Regions from separate parts of the Mus musculus genome. Here region 1 is linked to region 2. The links are chromatin contacts, called in public ChIA-PET maps. All regions are on one chromosome and are shown on one strand. Each heading gives the region's core, a stretch centred on a gene start, on an enhancer-like site or on the middle of the called end of the contact. The rest is flanking DNA. Distances are from core to core; before and after follow the strand shown.

The links. ChIA-PET counts read pairs in DNA pulled down with a chosen protein or histone mark.
Region 1: a contact with region 2 is called in an RNA polymerase II ChIA-PET map of neural stem cells, with 5 read pairs. The contact joins the enhancer-like site here to the promoter of Reep3 in region 2. A contact is called at or near these places in 4 of 484 Hi-C or Micro-C datasets (embryonic fibroblasts, olfactory sensory neurons, short-term hematopoietic stem cells and 1 more), 11 of 115 datasets of contacts at active chromatin or transcription factors (CD8 T cells, the SCID.adh cell line, bone marrow-derived macrophages and 6 more) and 1 of 9 other capture datasets (adipose tissue).

What each region holds. Positions count from the first base shown.
Region 1 is chr10:67,140,540-67,147,127 of GRCm38.p6, reverse strand. The region is part of intron 1 of Jmjd1c (jumonji domain containing 1C); the gene reads right to left. Among named protein-coding and RNA genes, the nearest start is that of Jmjd1c, 17 kb to the right of the region's middle. Within about 2 kb of position 3,262, at least 19 of the 459 cell types and tissues checked have an H3K27ac peak or open chromatin away from gene starts, as enhancers often do. A contact at or near this core is called in neural progenitor cells and neural stem cells, where this site is marked.
Region 2 is chr10:67,093,599-67,100,096 of GRCm38.p6, reverse strand. It overlaps Reep3 (receptor accessory protein 3), which reads left to right and starts at 3,109. Exons shown (of 8, transcript NM_178606.5): 1 at 3,109-3,307. The coding sequence starts at 3,276. It also overlaps a transcript of Jmjd1c not described here.

The DNA.
Region 1 (6,588 bases), core at 2,013-4,512, 47 kb before region 2:
TTTTAGTGTTACAAAGACTATTTCCAGCTGGGTGAAGTGGAACCCATCTATTGTCCCTGAAAGTTCAGGGTCATTGTGGGATTCATATTAAGTCCAGAGCAGCCAGTGCTACATAGCAAGATAATCTCTGAGTTAGTGACCTGGCTCATCATGTAAAGGTGATTGCTGCACAGCCTGGCTATCTAAATTCCATCCCCAAATAGCTACATTGTAGAGGGAAAGAACCTTTTCAGTTGTCCTTCTGCCCTCCACATTCACAAGTGGTATATGCAAGTATGTGGATGCAAACAGTAAGTTTAAGAAAAACATTTTAAGAGCTATTTCTAGTATACTTAGTACACTATGAATGGGGAATCTAGACCATAAACAAGATGGACTGAGAGATGATGCCCAGGTGCAGAAAACGTGACTCTTTCTGAACATATGTACGCCAGGACATTTCTTGCAACAACTAAAAACATAGGGGCTCTGAACTAATCAGTGGTTTAAGACACTGATGGATTAAAAATCTGAGTAGACTTCAGGGAGCTGGTGGAACTGCAGGAGGCAGAGCATAACTGGAGGAAGTAGGAAACTTGGGGTTTGCCTTCAAAAGTTTTAGCTGGCCCTAGCCCCATCTGGCTATTTTGCACTGCATGGTTGCCATGAAGGGAGAAACCTGGGCCACAGGCTCCATGGACAATTCTAACTCACTTCTGATATCAAACAGCAGAACCAAACAAACTTGGGCTGTCACCTACCTCTAAAATCATAAGCCAAACTAATCTTTCCACCTTTGGATTGGTTCTCATTTGTACTCAAAACCAAATGTTGATTAAACAACGTTTTTAATTTATTGTACTTGCACACTAAGGTGACATTTAGTTCACGTTTCTCAGTAGTGCCCTACCTTTTAATGCCACTACCATAGATGTAACACTAGCTAGCTTATTATAAAACAAATATAACAGAATAATAGACTGGGTCATATATTCATAAAAGCCAGAAAAGATTCTCCACTATAGCCTTCAGGAAGCATATAATTTCCTGCCAGATTTGGGAATTCTGGCCTCTAAAATCCCAGATTCTAAACACAAATATAGATGACAGTATAGCAGTGTAATTATATATAAAACTGAGTACTCAGAAAACTCCATGTGTGCTTTGAATATAAAAAGTTCCCTACAGGTTCACAGGCTTGAGTCCTGGGTGCCTAGGAGTGCTGCTGTTTGCGATGGAGACAGAACCTTTAGGAACTGGACCTTGCTGGGACAGCCACAGCACTACTCAAAAGGTAGACTTCGGAGACTTTCCAACAAGCTGGCCTGCTGTTTCCTGTGTGTGGTAAAATGTTATCCACATGCTTTGCCACCCCAGGCTGCCAGCCTCACTCGTGCTGTAGTGTCCTCCTACCACGGGCAGATCACAGCAAATTAAAGTAAGAAATAGACCCATTTCAGAACCTGTATGTTTTCCAAAATGAGTTTATTGGTACAGGTATTATCCATCAGGTATATATCATTAAATTGAATCTACAAAATTTCCTATGTACATATTTTACTATTATGGCTGTTTTAAATTACAATGAAAAAAAAAACAAACAACAACAAAATCAGTAAAAATGTAAGCAACCCCAAGTAGAACAAAAAGAATGACCGCAACATCAGGAATACTTGCAATCAGATGGTCAGACAGTTAAGCAAACAACTAGAAATACCACCTATTTCAAAATAAATTTTCTTAAGGAATAACTTCATATCAACAAAACTGGGGGTGGGGGGTGAAAACACACACACAAAAATAATAGCCTCTGGTAGATAATGAAAACCTTGAGAAAACTAGGCTGGGCCCTGGTGGCAAACTCCTTTCATCCCAGCACTCAGGAGGCAGAGTCAGGAGAATCTCTGAGTTTGAGGCCAGCCTGGTCTACAGAGCAAGTTTCCAGGAAATCCAAGACTACACAGGGAAACCCTATCTCAAAAAAAAAAAAAAAAAAAAAAAAAAAAAAAAAAAAAAAAAAAAAAAAAAAACAACACACTAGCCTCTCTGCTAAATTCTATTGAAAAGCAACTACTTGACTTATAAATTTTGGTATCATTATCTACTTTTTGTTTGTGCTGTTGTATTAGGGATTAAACCTATTCATTTCCTAAATCGCATAGCCCTCACTTACTAAAATATTATAGGTAATGCTCATAAACACTAGTATGAAAGAATGGGATAATTATTACCACACTTATTTTAAAACAACTCAGAGAACTCACATTCCCTTGTAAGTAATATGTAATCAGTATTTTGGTCCATGGTATTTAGTGAAACTGTATTATATGTATTTCATCTTTTCTATTTTAGTTAGCATACTCTTATAATTCCTGGTATTGATTAGGCCTTTAAGTTTTTACTGTTGAAAGGTGGTATATGCACAGGTATACCAACACTGCTAATATTAATTCCCTACAGTATATAAGCCTGAACACAAAAATGGCTACAAATCCATACTGCAAAACATACAAGACTATTCCTCAAATGTTGCTTAAATAAAATCTTTTGTACCATTTCTAACACAATGAAAAGCAACTGAAACGTCCTATGGAAAACCAACACCTGCAGGAAAAGATGCAGTCTGGCAAGTGCTGGGCCTGTCCATTCATGACTTAGTTCTCAAACATTAAGGCTCTCCTCCTCTCCCTTCCTGTGCACTCAGTGGATGGAGTTAAGAAAACAGAGCTTACAGTGTTCTAGCTGAACTACACAACTACACAGCTGAACCTATTACTTGGCCTAAAAAAAAAAACCGGCTTTCTTTCAGGGAACAAGTTTTAATGTGGATTCAAGTTCTAGACAGAATATCTGCTCTGTGGAAACAAACAAACAAACAAACAAACAATCCTTATTAAAAAGTCACTATTTTTAAAAGTGTCAACTAATGAAAGTGCCTAAAACTACCACTAAAACATGACATCCCTGAAATAATTTCTACTTCTGGCAAGATAAATGCGACATATGCATGTAACCTTAACAATTTCAGTCCAAACTGACAACTCAAAATATTATTCACTCAACAATATTTTTAAGATTTTTAAAAATGGTTTCTTCTTAAGTTAGTGGCTGTAATCTATGACAGGAAGGCTATTTAATCAATATCTTATAGTATGTTGTTAATAAGTTACAAAGTTTCAGATATAATGAAAAGAATTTGGCATGTTACTAAACTATTAAAGGCCTGTCAAAAAACAAGGGGAAACTGTCTAGCTGGTTGACCATGCTGTGCTGGCAACATCTCAAACATCTGCTAAAGGTCAGATTTCCACTGCATGGAAGCAATCAATGGAACTACACAATTCTCCTAGCACTTTAAGAAGCTAAACAAAGACCACTATTTTACATAAGTAACAGAACATAACTTAGCTTTGTAATAAATTACAGCAAAGTCTACAGCTTTCTTATCTGAGAAATCACACATTTAAATAACACTTCTGAATTTCTATTTGTATTTAAACTTATGTTTACTATGTTTACAACATATATTTATAAAACTCTACCTTTCCAAAGGTTGAAAAAAATTGTTTTTTTTCTTTTATATTAGAGAAAGTATAATAAAAACTTAATCCTAATAAAAAGTTAAGACAATTTTAACAACAAACAGTCACTTTTAGGAATCTGAAAACATGTTAGTTCACAGGTTGCTTAATTCAGTGCACACAGCTCATTCACAGCCGTTACATTTCTAGAAAGCAGGACTTACTGGTAAAAGTACACTTGTTATGGGATGTTTCTGTGATGATAGAGACTGACAGCAATGCTGACGAGGGAGCTCCCTCAAGTGCTCTTCACACCAGGTGGCTTACAGCCCCCTGTACCTCGGGTTTCAGGGGAGCTGGCACCCTTTTCTGAGCTATAATCACTCTTGGAAGTACATGGTACAAATAAGCTTACAAGCACATGAACACTAATAATCTTAATGTGACTGCTCGGGCAATCTGACTAGTTACTTAAACAATATTTAAACACAAGTTACTAAAGTATTAAAAAATTATTGCGGGCTGGCGAGATGGCTCAGCAGGTAAGAGCACTGACTGCTCTTCCAAAGGTCCTGAGTTCAAATCCCAGCATCCACATGGTGGCTCACAACCACCCATAATGAGATCTGATGCCCTCTTCTGGTGAGTCTGAAGATAGCTACAGTGTACTTAGATATAATAATAAATAAATCTTTAAAAAAAATTATTGCAAGTATGTGTAAGTGGTTGGGGGGGGGGGTTGTATGCTTTAAGACATGGTGTTACTAGATGGCCACAGTGGGCTGACGGTGAACTCCTCATTTTCCTGCCTCTGTGCCTGAGTACTAGAATTATAAGCATCCACTTGTTTTGGGGTTTTGTTTTTGGTTATTTTGTTTTTGTTTTTGTTTTTTAAAGACAGGGTTTCACTATGTAATCTTGACTGGCCTGAAGCACAATGGTAGACCAGTTTGGCCTCCAAGTCTCAAAGAACCACCTTCCTCTAACTTAGTGCTTGCTGAGATTTGAAGGCAAGTATCACTTTGCCAGGCTCTTTTCCTGGGTGTTTTGTTTGGGGGCAGGTCTCTATTGTGGACCTCTAGCTATCCTGGAACCCTCTACATAGACCAGGCTGACCTGGAACACAAAGATCCACCTGACTGCCTCCTGAATGCGGGAATTAAAGAAAGGTGTACTCTACCATGCCTGGCTTACAGCTCTTCTGGAAAAGATGTTACATTAAAGCCAAAATTTAAAGGTCACATACTTTTCAAATTATTCCCTATATATTAGCTAAATATGCTGCTGTCAAATTTGATAAACATATTATGAGAATAAATTATGAAGATTTAAAATGTCTTTTATATAAGAATACAAATTAAAAGTGAACATTTAAAAACCCTAATGAACCACTTTTACAGGGGACCAGGAAGATAAAGGTCATTGCTTAAACACATACTTAAAATGTATGAGGTACTAAATTTAATCCAATACCAATTTTAAAATTTTTGATGTGTATGCATGTGTGTGCGTGACTGTGTGTGTGCGTATCTCTAGACTTACGGGGATTGGGGGTGCTGAGTGCATGCCAGAGCAAGTGTAGAGGAAGGAGGACAAATCTCTGAAATTGTTCTTTCCTTCCACCTTTATTATGGTTACAGGGATCAAACTCAGGTCCTCAGACTTTTACCTAACCATCTGAGCCATCTCCCCAGCCTTCAATATTTTTATCATTAAAACGGAATGATGGCCCTATGACAAAGAACTCTAGGACAGTTAGTAAGCCATTTAAATTAACAAGTGACTGTTTGCAACAACAACAACAACAAAAAAGAATAAATAGACAAGAAAATGCAAAGGTAAAAGCTTGGGCTGGAGAGTGGCTCAGAAGTTAAGACCACTTGGTCATGAAGTTACAGACAGTTGTGAGCTGCAAGACTGATGCAGGTAACTGAACCTGGGGATTTAATTGAAAACACAGCATATCTAGCTTTTGGTTTCAGAAGAGTTACAGATATGGAAAACATGCGTCCAACAAGGGTATGAGAAATATCCACAAGCAGGGTGGGCTCCAGGGTGTGAACTCCAAGTTGTCAATCCTATACCCATCTATTCCTGCTTTTCATACCAACAGTTTCTGTAAGTAGCAGAAAGTGCCTGATACCCACGTTTCCCAGTATCTTGGAAGATAGAGAAGATAACATGATGTAAATCAGGAGATGAGGTAGGGTAGCCAATAAAGTACTCCTTAACTAGCAACAAAATAATACAATATGAAGCTTCTGTCCTTTTTTTAAACAAGCTATGTTGTCACTATGAAGGACAAACCACAAGAATAATACTGTCATAGCCAAAGAATGGATCACCTACTTCTCCACTTATAACAACAAAAATTCTCTCCTGTTTAGCTACTGCTACTTAAGAGTTTTTATTAAATACATCCAAAACTCAATCTGTAACTGAAGTAGCTCTAAACTCTCCAAGAATATTAAGGAAATGTTAATACATCAACATATAACCTAACTAGTATTAAAGAAAAACTAGTCAGAAGGTAAAACTTACATCAGATACAAGTTTTTATAGCACAATTAAAAAAAAAATACAAGGCTCTAACTGGATATAGACATAGGTTTTTATATTTACTCTACCGGTTTAGATTAATCCACAAATAGAAACTCACAGGCACTGAATATCTAAATACCATGAACATCTGTTAAATTTTTTATAATACATGAAGACAAAGCAAATGCTTTTCTCACATACGATCTCACTAAGGAAAAGGCAGTGTGGGGATGGGTCAGCATTTATTGCTCTGCAGAGGACCCAGGTTCCCAGCACCTACATGGCAGCTCACAATCATCTAGCACTCCAGCCCCAGGGTTTCCAATCCCTCTGCTGGTCTCAACAGGTGCACAAACATACATGAAAGCAAAACAATCAATCAAATAAAAGTAAATTTTTGACAAGGTAATAACTTCATTAGCATATGAATACATTAAAATACCAACCTATCAATAATTATAAACATAATAAAAAATTCTTTCTACATATACTGCTCTCAAGCAAGGCCCTAACTTTTTCAAGTATACAGAATATGAAAAACAGCAGT
Region 2 (6,498 bases), core at 1,860-4,359:
AGGTGATTGCTGCTCAACCATGAAGGCCAGAGTTCCAACCCCAGCAACCCCACCCCACCCACATCACTGCCCAGCCCCATAAGCTGGACTTGGTTATCCATGTTCTTTTTTTTTTTTAAAGATTTATTTATTATATGTAAGTACACTGTAGCTGTCTTCAGACAGTCCAGAAGAGGGTGTCAGATCTCATTACAGATGGTTATGAACCACCATGTGGTGGCTGGGATTTGAATTCAGGACCTTTGGAAGAACAGTCAGTGCTCTTAACTGCTGAGCCATCTCTCCAGCCCCTGTTCTTATAATAACCCCAGTGTGTGGGGTGAGGGGCAGAGTCGGGAGAGTTAGTTGGGTTTGCAGGGTACCAGCCTAGCTGAAAACATGAATTCTCCAAGGTCAGAGTAACCCTACCTCCAAGGAATAAGGCAGAGCAGCAGAGGATAGGATATGCCTGACACCCTCTGGCCTTCATTTGGTGCAAGGAGCACAGGCAACTGTGTGCGCGTGCGTGCACACACACACACACACACACACACACACACACACACACTGCTGAGCAGAAGATACCGTATTCCCTTTTCTCACATAAGGCTATAGCATCATCTTACACACTGAAGCATATATCTAATAGCCATCAATTAGCAGATCTCAAGTATCTGAGGTCCAGTAACAAACAGCAAGCAGCCACCTCTAAAAGCTGGGCGCTTTCCACAAGAGGCTCCTCCTAGGATTGACCGACTCTTATGTAGGTCAATAGTTCTCAGCCGTATCAGTTTCCGAGTGGCCCTCCGGTTAACACGCTGCCATAATGAGACGCACCGAGCAACCCCCTTGTACAGGCAACTCCAAACAAATCCATCTATCTAGATAAACCAGTAAAGTGGAAAGGGGAAATAAAAATAAGTTACACAAAGGCCCGTCAGCATATGGATGCTGGGACAAAATGATTAGGAACTGGACGTGACTGCCTTGCAAACCTGCTGAGGACTCCATGTGACACAACTATCAAAAACGTCTAATCAAGTGGTGAACACAACCTTCCCTTCTCGTTTACACAACAGGAGTGTGCAGAGACAGAGACAAGAAACTTCAGTCACGGTTAAAACTGTGACTTTATAAAGTGGAAATTTCAGGCTCTGACGATGACAAATATCACAGGAATGACAAGCATGATCTTCCTAAACCAGGAAGGACACAGGAACAGTCTTTGTTCAGGATGTCCCCCACACAGCACAGAGTGCAGCATCCCCAGACCCATCCCCACCTGCTTGCTAGTGGTTAATGCCAGTCACAACAACGAAGAAAAGCAGCTTGCTAATTTTTAATTTTCCCCCTGGACTAACCAACTCACACCCAACTCAGGTATGACTCAAAAGTACTGGAGTTCAGCTCCATTACCTATGAACCATGGGGATCACTGGCTACAGAGTTAAGTTCTCTAAACCTCCGTTTCCATGGTACCAAGGAGAATCAACACTCCAGGGCTGTCTGGGGCGGCAGGATGACTCAACAACACTGTAGCAACCCAGGGTAGGTAGGTGGTTTACAACCCGTGGCTTTTTGAAATAGGAACAAGGGGGCTGTGTCCTGCAAACAATAACAAGAGCCATCACCTCTGCAAAACAGGCAGAAGAGACTAAATGCGGAGGGGTGAAAGGAGTCCAGAAACTTAAGGGATAAATTATGAGGGAGGGTGGGGGGCAGGGAATTGGGGGGGGGGGATTTAAGAGGTCAGAAAGGTAGAGAATGGGAAATAAAGCATCCAAGAAAAAGATGCAATTCAGTCAAGGGCACGAAAACACACCTTAGCTCAGGAAAGAGAGGAGGGGAAAGATATGTTAAGGATGAGGAACGAAAGGCTGTAAATAAAGACATTACAAGACCGCTCTGCCCATGGAAGGACATGAAAGGACAAGGAAGGTATGTGCCAGAAAAACTGCTGCTTAGAGGGCAAGCACATCTCCCCAGTAACGCTGAACAATGGTCAAACTAAATAAACCAGGACAAACGCAATCACCGCAGCCCCTGAAATAAAAACACACATTCTTAATGTAAATAAGCAAAAAAAAAAAAAAAAAAAGGAACGGAAGAGCAGAAAGCAGCGGAGGACTTCTCTTCCTGGTTCTGTGGAAGGAAACCCCGCAGGCCTCCACCTCCTCCACAGTGCTGGGATCACAAGAGCTCACCACCATCCCTCCCCTGCTGCTTTCTTTCATGGCCAAAATTCTTCTTAATTTATAGGCCTCATGAACTACAAGGCACTCATGGTAACCTATCCCTGTCCCTTGATACCATCCCAGGCAAATCCGACTCCTTCCTAAACACATTAATTAGCAATACCTTACATCATCCTTGAAAAGCAGGAGGTAAGCAAGAGTATTATTAGCCTCTTTTTATTATGGGGAAACTGGGGAACAAAAAGATTAAATTACAGTACGTCCCAAAATGAGCCATCATATTTTCTAGGACTTTAATTAAAGGCTCCAAACACCACATTACAGACATTATTCTTTCTAGCTTAGAGAACTTTTACTATTGCTTCCACCAGGGGACCAAGAAAAAAAAACACCTACAGTAACTTAAAAGGTCAGCTTAAAATTTTGGACAGTGTTAAGAGGTAACACACACGCGCGCGCGCGTGACGGAAAAAAAAAATAAGGACACTTGTAAACAGCACCACGGGTCGGAAATCCTGGGTCCACGTTTTAGGCTGTGGGGCAGGCAAGACAGACAGGAGTTGGCTGACGCTGATGGAAAAGGTGCCCCAAGGGGCCCAGAACAGCCTCGCCATCCCTGCAAACCCATCACTCCAAACGTGACCCCCGACGCTCTCCCTTGGCCCCTGCATTGCACCACGAGCCTCGCCGTGCCAACCCAGGCCTGTGGTAGGCCCTGGCTGCCGAGCCTCGGTGAGCACCGGAGCCGCACCTAGCCAGACACTTCACAATCCCGGCTTCCCCCGCCCCCGGCCTCGGCTCCCACGCGCTCTCACCGCCCGCCCGGAGTCCCCCGGCCCGGGGAAGCGAGGTGACCGCGCAGCTCGGTGGAGCGCAGCGCCCGCGGGGTCCCGGAGCCGCCGCCTATCAGCGGAGCGCAGGGGCGGGGCCGGCAGGGCCGGCGGGGCCGCGGGCGGGGGCGGACGGGCGGGGGACCGGGCTCCGGGCGGCTCCGGGCACCGCGCGCACACACCGGGCCGGCTCCCGAGGGCGCCAGCGCGGCCCCGGGGAGCGCGAGCGGGGAGCGCGCGGCCTGCGGTCAGCGGCCCATCGGCCGAAAAGATGGTGTCCTGGATGATCTCCCGAGCCGTGGTGTAAGTACGGGCGGGGAAGACGCTTGGGGCCCGGTTGCCGGAGCCAAGCTCACGGGCCGCGGCCTGCTCACCCGTGTCCCAGTCGCTGCGGGGCTCCGGGGCGGCGGCGGCGTTGGGAGCAGCAGGGCGCGGGCGAACGGACTGGCAGGCGGTGGGCTCTGCTCCGTGGAGCCGCTCCCCGGCGCGCGGCGGGCTCTGCTCGGCTTCTCCTCGGCCTCCCCTCCGCTCCTCGGCTACGCGGCAGGCGCTGCTCCGCTCCTCGGCTCCTCCGCTGCCCGGCGCTGCGCGCGGCGGGCTCTGCTCGGCTCCGCGGCGCGCTCCCGGCTGCGGCTCCCGCTCCCGCGGCCCGCGCTGCGCGGCACCGCCCTGCGCAGGCTCCGCCGACGCTGAGCGCGGGAGGCCGGCGGGACTCCGGATGCGCCCGAGCCTTTGTCACCAGGTCTACCGCGTTGCGGTGTCTGTCCGCGGCGCACGCCGCTTGGTCACGTGTAGGAGGAGGAGAGATCGGTGTCAGAGCCCGGGCTGCAGAGTCTTGCTCAGGGGTCCCGAGGTGACCTGGGAAAGAGCCTGCGCTAGAAAGGTCGGGCAAACGCTGACCGTGGAGGGCCGTGGGTGGGAAGAAATGTTTGCAATGGAGAAGGCGCAGGTGCCAGTCCCCTTTGTTCGGGTCATCTCCTCAGTTCACTGATTGTGATACAAACGAGAGCTGCGGATGGGGAGAGGAGGGGGGAAAAGTTGAGATGTGTTGTTTAATCTGCAAAGGTATTTGAATACAAGTTAAACCGGTTCTCTTCCCATCTTTCACCTTACCCTGTGCGCTCTAAAGCAAAGTCACCAAATAAAGGGCCATAAATTAGGTAAAGCCTGGGGGCGGGAATTCATTATTCATGTAGCAGTAGTGTCATCTGAGTACCTTAATGAAATGTTTATATGAGGTTAACAGGCCTCGCTGATTAGCTTATAATTTGAAGGGAGAAAATGACATTACTTGGGCATTATTATTTTCACTACGGAGAAGGAGCTAATTTTTTTTTAACTTGCTTTTATTTCGTTTGGAAGTGAGCTAGGTAACCTAGTTTGCAATGCATTCAAAATTTGCTCTTTCATAAAATGTCCTTTAAAGCCTCTGAACTTCTTGTATTCATCTTAAAGCCACAAATAAATAAAGTTATGCCACGGGTGCCTTCAAATTATGTTTTGCCTCTTCCAAGGCAGTCTTCGGGTTTCCACATAATCCAGGCATACTTTCTTAACCTACCAGAAGTCCCTCCACTATTTTGGCCTAGCCCCTCAAATTAAATGCCCCATTAAAAAAACTGGGTTTGTCTTTTGATCTCTTAGACCATTTTCAATGATGGAAAATTATGGAACACCTTGAGTTTGCATTCATCAAATAAGATTTTTATTTTTTTAATTGGTGAAAGGAAGTATGTTTAGTGCTACGCTACCTCCAATACAAAGGTCAGTACCACGTAGGAGATCTTAATGGGACACACATTTCACATCCACAGATATCTACTGTACAGGTCAGAATGTCAGGTCTTATGAGGGTTATACCTGGTGTAATACCCAGTGTTAGACAAGGAAGAAATTATCTGTGGTTGGAGCGTCATCAAAGAAGGCAAAAGAGATTACGTTCATAATAGACCTTGAGGAATGAACCCGATCTAGACCGCCAAAGAGGAAGAAGGAAAAGATTTCTGATAGGTGGACTGGTGTAAACCAGAGCTGGGGTAGATTACAGAGTGAGAGCCAGAAAAGCAGGAAGAGAAAGAGAGGCCATTGTTTTATGAAGACTTTTATAATCCCAGAAACACTGAGTCCAGTACTGAAGGAAGGATGCGCTCCTGCTCGGTCAGCCTGTGGAGTTGAAGGTCTGGGGTGAAGGGGAAGCATGCAAATGTGACTTTTTTTTTTAAAGGTCATTAAAACATGTATTAATCAGGAGTCAAGAAATGTGTTTCGTGAACTTCGGGTCCAGCACATTTGTCGAGGAACATCTGTGTGTGTGTTTCCATCTGCGCTTGGGTTATCTCTAAATGTAAAAGCTGTCCTAATAGCTACACAAACCTAGATACTTGCTCCGCACTGTGAAATAGAATTTGTTTGTGTATCTCCTTCTTCACCTACTGAAATGCCCAGCTGGGCCTAAACAAGGTCAGACAGTTTCCTCAGCCCGAGCCTTTGGAGGTACCATCAAGGACAAGGGACCCTATCTAAACCTGAACTCCCAAGATTAAGGAGCAATTCTTTGCAGACCTTGAAGCATAACTCTGAGGACAAGAATGATACATTAGACTCAGACTCAGACTCCACTTAGTAGCTGTGTAGCCCCTCTGACTGTACTGAGCCCACCTGAGCTTAAGTTGCCTTTTTTTTTTTTAATTTATCGTTTTGGGTGGCCTTGGGGTAATGTGACAGAGGACAACCTGTGGGAGTCAGTTTGTTCCTTCCACCACGGGATTGGGTGAGCATAGGGACTTAGGCTTGACAAGCAAGCAGCGTCTCCTCATCTTCAATTGATTGTCACAACATCAACTTACTTAAAGCTCACAAGACCAATAAATGAGTGGTTTTTAATGGATTCCGTGTGTGAGCGTGGGGGGGGGGGGGGTGTCTGCCTGTACCTGGGTGTGCCTGAGTATATGTATGTGTACCACGCTTCTGCAGAAACCCTAAGAGGTCAGAATGTAATGTCAGATCCCATGAAACAGGAGATACAAGCAGTTGTGAGCTGCCATTTGAATCCTGGAACCAAAACCTGGGTCCTTGGCAGAAGTAAGTGCTATTAACCTCTGAACTAGTTCTCCAGGTGAGCAAATTTTAAGGAATGGTAACGTGAGCATACCTCATAATACTAAATTCATATACACTGCCCGTACCTCATATTCTGAAGGCACTGCTCACAGATTGAGGAAAGCCCACACACAAACACATCTTTCCCTAACTTTTCGTAGCTTCTGTGTTATAGCATTGTACACAAATCAAAACTCGAACCAGCTGGTCTGAATTTAAATATCAGTTCTACCACTGTGACTCGCCCCATAAGATAAGGCACATTCTCATATATAATGTCCACATGCAGCATCTAGTGGGTAGTAATTATTCCATAAGTGCCAGTAGCTGCTTTCAGAACAAAGAAGCACGGACTAGCCAAATACCTACATATTAAATTTTAGACTATATTTCAT